Linked DNA regions of Canis lupus: region 1 is linked to region 2. A link is a contact called in public Hi-C data. All regions are on one chromosome and are shown on one strand. The core of a region is the stretch at or near the end of the contact, and the rest is flanking DNA. Distances in the headings are between cores, read along the strand shown.

Region 1 (2,738 bases), core at 191-2,690, 42 kb after region 2:
CGCCTGGGGCAAGAGCTCACAGCGCAGGCAGGAAGCAGAGGCAGGGTTGGGGCGCCCTCCCCTCCTCCCCCACTGGAGTGGTTTCTGACCTCTTCCTGCCACCGGCCACTGTGCCCGGGTCCCACCGCCAGCTCCGAGCGCAGCCCCCGTGACGAGGTGCGCGCCCTGCACACCGCGTCTGGGACGCCTGCGGACGGTGGCCAGGCAGGGGTTCCCCAACGACTGACCCCAAGTATCCCAGGGAACAACCTCTTGTCCTGGAGCCCTGCAACTCAGATCAAGTTGCCCCCAAATCGCCCTCTCCCAGGAATAAGCGGGTGTCGGAGAGGCAGGACGCAGAGGCAAGCCCGCAGCTGAGTTAAGCAATAAAACGGTTTGCCGTCCTGACCCCGCCTCCACAGGGCCGGCTGGGGACCGGCTGGGGACCGGCTGGGGACCGGCTGATGCCCCTGGTTTCGCGGCCCCAGCCGCACTCCAGCAGGTCCACCTCCAGGCCGACCCGGAGGCGGCGGCCCGTCCCCGTGCCCCCCCCCCCCGCGCCCCGGCCCCCGGCTGGGGCTGGAAGGTGCAGGTCCCGCGCAGCCTGCAGCCTGCCCCCGCAGGTCCCGAGCCCAGGGCGGCCCAGGAAGCGCGCTGCCGCCGCACGCCACACGGAGAGGCGGCCAGGCAGGGGGCGATCCCGAGCGAGCAGCCGCCTCGCCGGCGGCTCGGCCCAGCCGCCCCAGCACCGCCCCCCACGCGGCCCACGCGGGGACGGCGCGGCCGCAGCCGGGTGGCCGGAGCCGCGGACCCAGGGCGACCTGCCCGCCGGCCGCCCCACCTCCCCGCGCTCGCGCTCGCGCTCGGCGTTCGCGGGCTCCGGGAACAGGGCTCGCCCCCTTCCGCCCGCGCCTGTAACCCAACACCCCACCGCGCGGCGGCCGCGCATCCCCCGCCCCCGCCCCCGCCCCCGCCCCCGCCCGTGCGCGCCGGGAACCCGTGCGGAGCCCGGAGCCCGGAGCCCGGAGCCCGGAGCCGGGAGCGAGGCGGGCGGCGCTGGCCGGGCCGGGGGGCTGCGGGAGGCTGCGGGGGGCTGCGGGGGGCTGCGGGGGGCCGGGGCGGGGGCTGCTGACCTTTCTCTGCTGCTTCTCCCAGGCCGGGTCCAGGAGCAGGTCCCGATCCCAGTCCTCTTCGGGCTGCATGTAGTCGTTGGTTTGCTGGGAATCATAATGGTCCATGATGGTGCGCGCGTGCTACGAGCTGGATTTCTTCCTCCACCTTCTCTCCGGGCGGCGGCGGCGGCGGCGGCGGCGTGGGGAGGGGGCCGGGCGGGCCGGGCCGGGCTGGGCTGGGCTGGGCTGCGCGGGCGTGGCCGGCCTGGCTCCCGGCGCCGGTTCCGCGGCGGCGCTGCTCGCGGAGCTGCTGGCGGCCGGAGCTCGCGGACCGCCTGCCCGGGACTGAGCTCCACGCACAGTGAGCGGGGCGGACACCCTCGCGCTGCGGGAGCCGGGGCGGGCGGGGGCGGCGGGGCGGGGGGAGCCTCCCGAGGCTCTCCATTGGCCAGGCCGACTTGCCCAAACTTCCCCCCACCGCCTTTCATTGGGAATTCCTGGCATCCGTCAGGCGGGCCGCGGCCATATAGGTGGACCGGGCGGCCCCCTCCCCGCGGCGCTCGCCCCCGCCCCCGCCCCCGCCCCCGCCCGGGCTCCCACTCCCCCGCCGCTCATGTGACACCAGCTTAAGCCGAACGGGACCCGAGCGGGGGACGCCGCGCCGAGCTCTGCGACCGAGCGGCAGCGCGCCCCGAGCCCCAGCCGCCGCCGGGGGCCCGACCGCGCCCCGCCCGCGGGCAGGCGGCGGACTCGGGGGCGCCGGCCCCGCTGGACCCCCACGCGCCGCGAGCCCCCGGCGGCCGGGGCTGGAGAGGGGACGAGAGCACACCGGGACAGCGTTTCACGTCCCCGCTCCTGGGGTCCGAGGAGTCAGCGCCCAAGGAACGGGGGCAGGGAACGCCGGAATGGGAAGGCATTTCCCGGGAATTTCCTGACTCCGTCCCTCCCGCCCCGCCCGCGGGACCCAGCCGACCCCTGCCCCCGAGAGCCCGGTGTCCGGGGCGGGCGGCGTTCGGGGGCCACGGAGCTTTCCCGCCTCGCCGCACGGCCCTTTCTGGCCGGACCTCCGGCTCGGGGGAGCGCTCTGCCCGAGGGCTTCCCGGGGTCCCCTGCCGGCCCCCCGCAGGCGGGCAGGCCGGCTCTAGCCCCTTGCACAGGCAGGCAGCACCCTGAAAACTGGGAGGGAGGGCCCAGAGTGGTCTGTCCACTCCTCCGCGCCCCGCCCCCAACACACCTGACAGAGGAGCACTCTGAGGCTCAAAGGCTAGAGCTGGAGAAGGGATTTAGCAGGTTTTCAGGACCCCAAGGCCAAGCCCATAACCTCAGGCCTAACAAACAAAGCCTTATTGTTTTTGGAGGAGGAAGGAGAGTAAGATTGGCCAAGCACCTCTAAGCTCTTGGTGGCCAGCCTGGGCTTCCTTCCCCAGGCCTAGTAAGGAGAGTCTAAACACACTGCCCCAGCTGTGACAGACACTGGGAAGAGGTAGGCCTGACCTCCTGGTGCACTCCTCTAAGGGATGCTGGCCTGAAGAACAGTAGTAGCAAGTGGACCTCCAACAGGTCCTGCACATAGTCCTAGGACTGCTTTCGTATTTGTGTCCCAAGGGCCGGTGAGCCAGCTGCAGAAACTCCAGTGCATCAAATGGA
Region 2 (2,757 bases), core at 126-2,625:
ACGTGAGCAACGCTTGTGGTGAGCATAGCATACTGCACAGAATTGTCGAGAATCACTACTGTACACCTGAAATTAATGGAATGCCACGTGTCAACTATACTTCATTAAAAAAAAAAAAAAAGACACAACCAAAGGACAATCTTTTGTTCCTTGTAGGGTTGATTCTGATTGGTAGGCTCTGCTCCTAATCAAAAGAGGCCAATAAATTCCATAGGGACAGTTTCATCTCTATGAACTCAAAGATCTGTGTTTCAGTGTTAAGACTGCCAGCTCCTGCCCTCACAACCAGACACCTGCTAGTAGTTTGCTGATCATCCACAAAAGCTAGATGTCAAAATATCCCTGGAAGGACATACAGGGACCTGAAAGAGTGGCTGCCTCCAGGGAAGGGAGTGGGGCCTCCTGACAGAGGGGGGGAAGGACATTTGCTTTTTTACAGAATGCCCTTTTGTTTCTTTGGAATTTTACGCCCCATACAGTCATCACCTAGTTAACAACAACAAAAAAGCTACACAAATATAAGAAAAGCTGGGGTACCTGGGTGGCTCAGTGGTTGAGCTTCTGCCTTCAGCTCAGAGTGTGATCCCTGAGACCCAGGATCGAGTCCCCCATCGGGCTCCCTGCATGGAGCCTGTTTCTCCCTCTGCCTGTGTCTCTGCCGGTCTCTCTGTCTCTCATGAACAAATAAAGTCTTTAAAATATAAAGTCTATCTGCAAGCATATACATTTATTTAAGTCAGACCTCTGCGATGGGATACAGGAAACTTCCCATTTGTTTGGGAATTTTTTTGTAGGGGTGAGGGATCAGTGCTCATATAGTATCGGGGGTGGGAGGGAAACAGCTGTTTCCAAAATAAAAAAAGGAAAAAAAAATTCAACCCATCTCCTTAAAAGAATTAGTAAGAGAATCAAATAAGATATTTTATAGAGAAAGGGTTGTGGAAAACTTTAAAGTGCCTTATCAGTGTAGAATATTACAAGAAAGTCATAATTAGGAGCCAGGGCATGAGGATAAATCAGTCATTGTGCGCATGCGCACACACACGCGTGCATGCACACACACACACACACACACACCCCTACTCCAATAGTTAGTAAACTACTAACTGTGGGGGAAGATGAAAAGCACTACCCCCTGGCCAAGTAGCTCCAGAAAAACCCCAACCTAGCTTCTAAACCTCATGAAAGTGGTACATGGCTGCTCATTCTCAATGCCCCTCCCTGGAATAGAGCAACCCAGACTAGATTCATCAAGTAAAAAATCAGTTCTCCGGCTGCCAGTCCCCAACACCCCTTCCAGTGGGTGCTCTGCTGTGGCTGCCAGTCAGAGCGCAGCACGTCCCTGGTGGTGCCACTGGCTGCGGTGGGTGGCCATCAGATCAGGGGCCCCTAACGGGGCCGGGCCAGCACGTGTGTGCAGGGCTTTGTTCTCCCAGCACCTGCTGGCCCAGCCAGGGTGCCTTCTCTCTCCCTCAGGCCACCCTGGAGACCCTCTCGTCCCCACACACATGGCCAGTCGAGCTAGGGTGTGGGCGCTAGGTGGTTTGTCTAGGCAGAGAGCTGCCCAGAAGTGATCTCAGATGCCCGCTGCTCTCATAACATAAACAGGAGTATCTGGTTAACTTATCGAGGGCACACTGCCAGCCTTTCAAAGCAAGCTGTCAGCTGGCTCGTTCAAAGATGAAAAGCAGAGTCCTCAAGAACATCTCCACCCAGATCTATTTACTTTCCCCCAACCTGGGAGTGGTTGCTGACAAAGTTGAGAGCCGCCAGGCAGTTTCCTCTGTTTGGAAACGGCACCTCTCTAACAGCTTGCCCCCCAGGCTACATGAATGCTGGGATCCTGGAAAGTCAGGGTGCAGGTGGCTGGGGCGCCCGGCAGAGCCAGGCTTTGGAACTGGACAGGGCTGGAGTTGCAGTCCCACCCACACCTCTCACCAGCTCTGTCAGGACAGGACTCTCAGTCTCGGCCTCTGGATGCCCACCTATAAAATGGGGATAGTAAGGCCTACACAGCACAGCATGAGAAAGGACCAAATGAGATCTTACATTCTTAATTAAAGACCATCTGCTGCTGTGTCCATAGCAGACACTTTAAAAGTCTTAATCCAGCCTCTGTCCCTCTATGTGACCTTAATTAACCTGTCCAGGCCTCAATCGCTTCATCTGACAAATGGGATACATAATACCCCTGCTTTGCAGGTTGTTGTCAAAATGAGGCCAATGGAAGCAAACAGAACAGAGCAGGAGCCCATAAACGTCCGTTGCCATACTGCTCTCACTTCCCAAGCCTTTCTGTTGAATCAAGGTTAATTATTCACAGAGCTCTACAGGCTGGAAAGAAAGACATCCTGTTTTTTCTTTCCCCCCACTAATGAGGAAATCTTGAGATCAGCCTCCCAGCCAGGTTGGGAGACTAGGTGGGGAGCAAGGGCCTGTGTGTGTTTCCTGGTTTATGTCCACCTGCAGCCCATGTTGGGAGACAAAAGGGTGGCCAAGAGCAGGGGACTGAATGGCTGGCTCATCCTGGTCGGCGGTTGGACCTAATGAACATGCTCGAGTTGGAGAGAGCTCCAGGAGCATCCTTCTTGACAAGGCCCTCAGAAAGCAGACCAAGGCCTGGGCAGCTCGGTGCCTTCCTGCCATGTAGGTGGCACTTGCAAGCTCCTGAGAGACCTGGGGACCATTTTAAAAGACAGGTGGCGTGTGATCCCTGTGAAGAAGCAAAGGCTGTCCTGTTAGCTCCCGGCCAGTGAG

The links. Hi-C and Micro-C count contacts between places; a contact is called where the count stands out from the background.
Region 1: a contact with region 2 is called in a Hi-C map of blood, with 2.9 times the contacts expected there. The contact joins the promoter of ACTN1 here to the enhancer-like site in region 2. A contact is called at or near these places in 2 of 9 Hi-C or Micro-C datasets (both in blood).

What each region holds. Positions count from the first base shown.
Region 1 is chr8:43,085,322-43,088,059 of UU_Cfam_GSD_1.0, forward strand. ACTN1 (alpha-actinin-1) reads right to left here and starts at 1,441. Exons shown (of 21, transcript XM_038545053.1): 1 at 1,113-1,441. The coding sequence starts at 1,217. It overlaps LOC119872883 (a long non-coding RNA gene), which reads right to left and starts at 518. Exons shown (of 3, transcript XR_005363473.1): 1 at 90-518.
Region 2 is chr8:43,043,441-43,046,197 of UU_Cfam_GSD_1.0, forward strand. The region is part of intron 1 of ACTN1 (alpha-actinin-1); the gene reads right to left. Among named protein-coding and RNA genes, the nearest start is that of ACTN1, 42 kb to the right of the region's middle. Within about 2 kb of position 1,376, at least 6 of the 20 cell types and tissues checked have an H3K27ac peak or open chromatin away from gene starts, as enhancers often do. A contact at or near this core is called in blood, where this site is marked.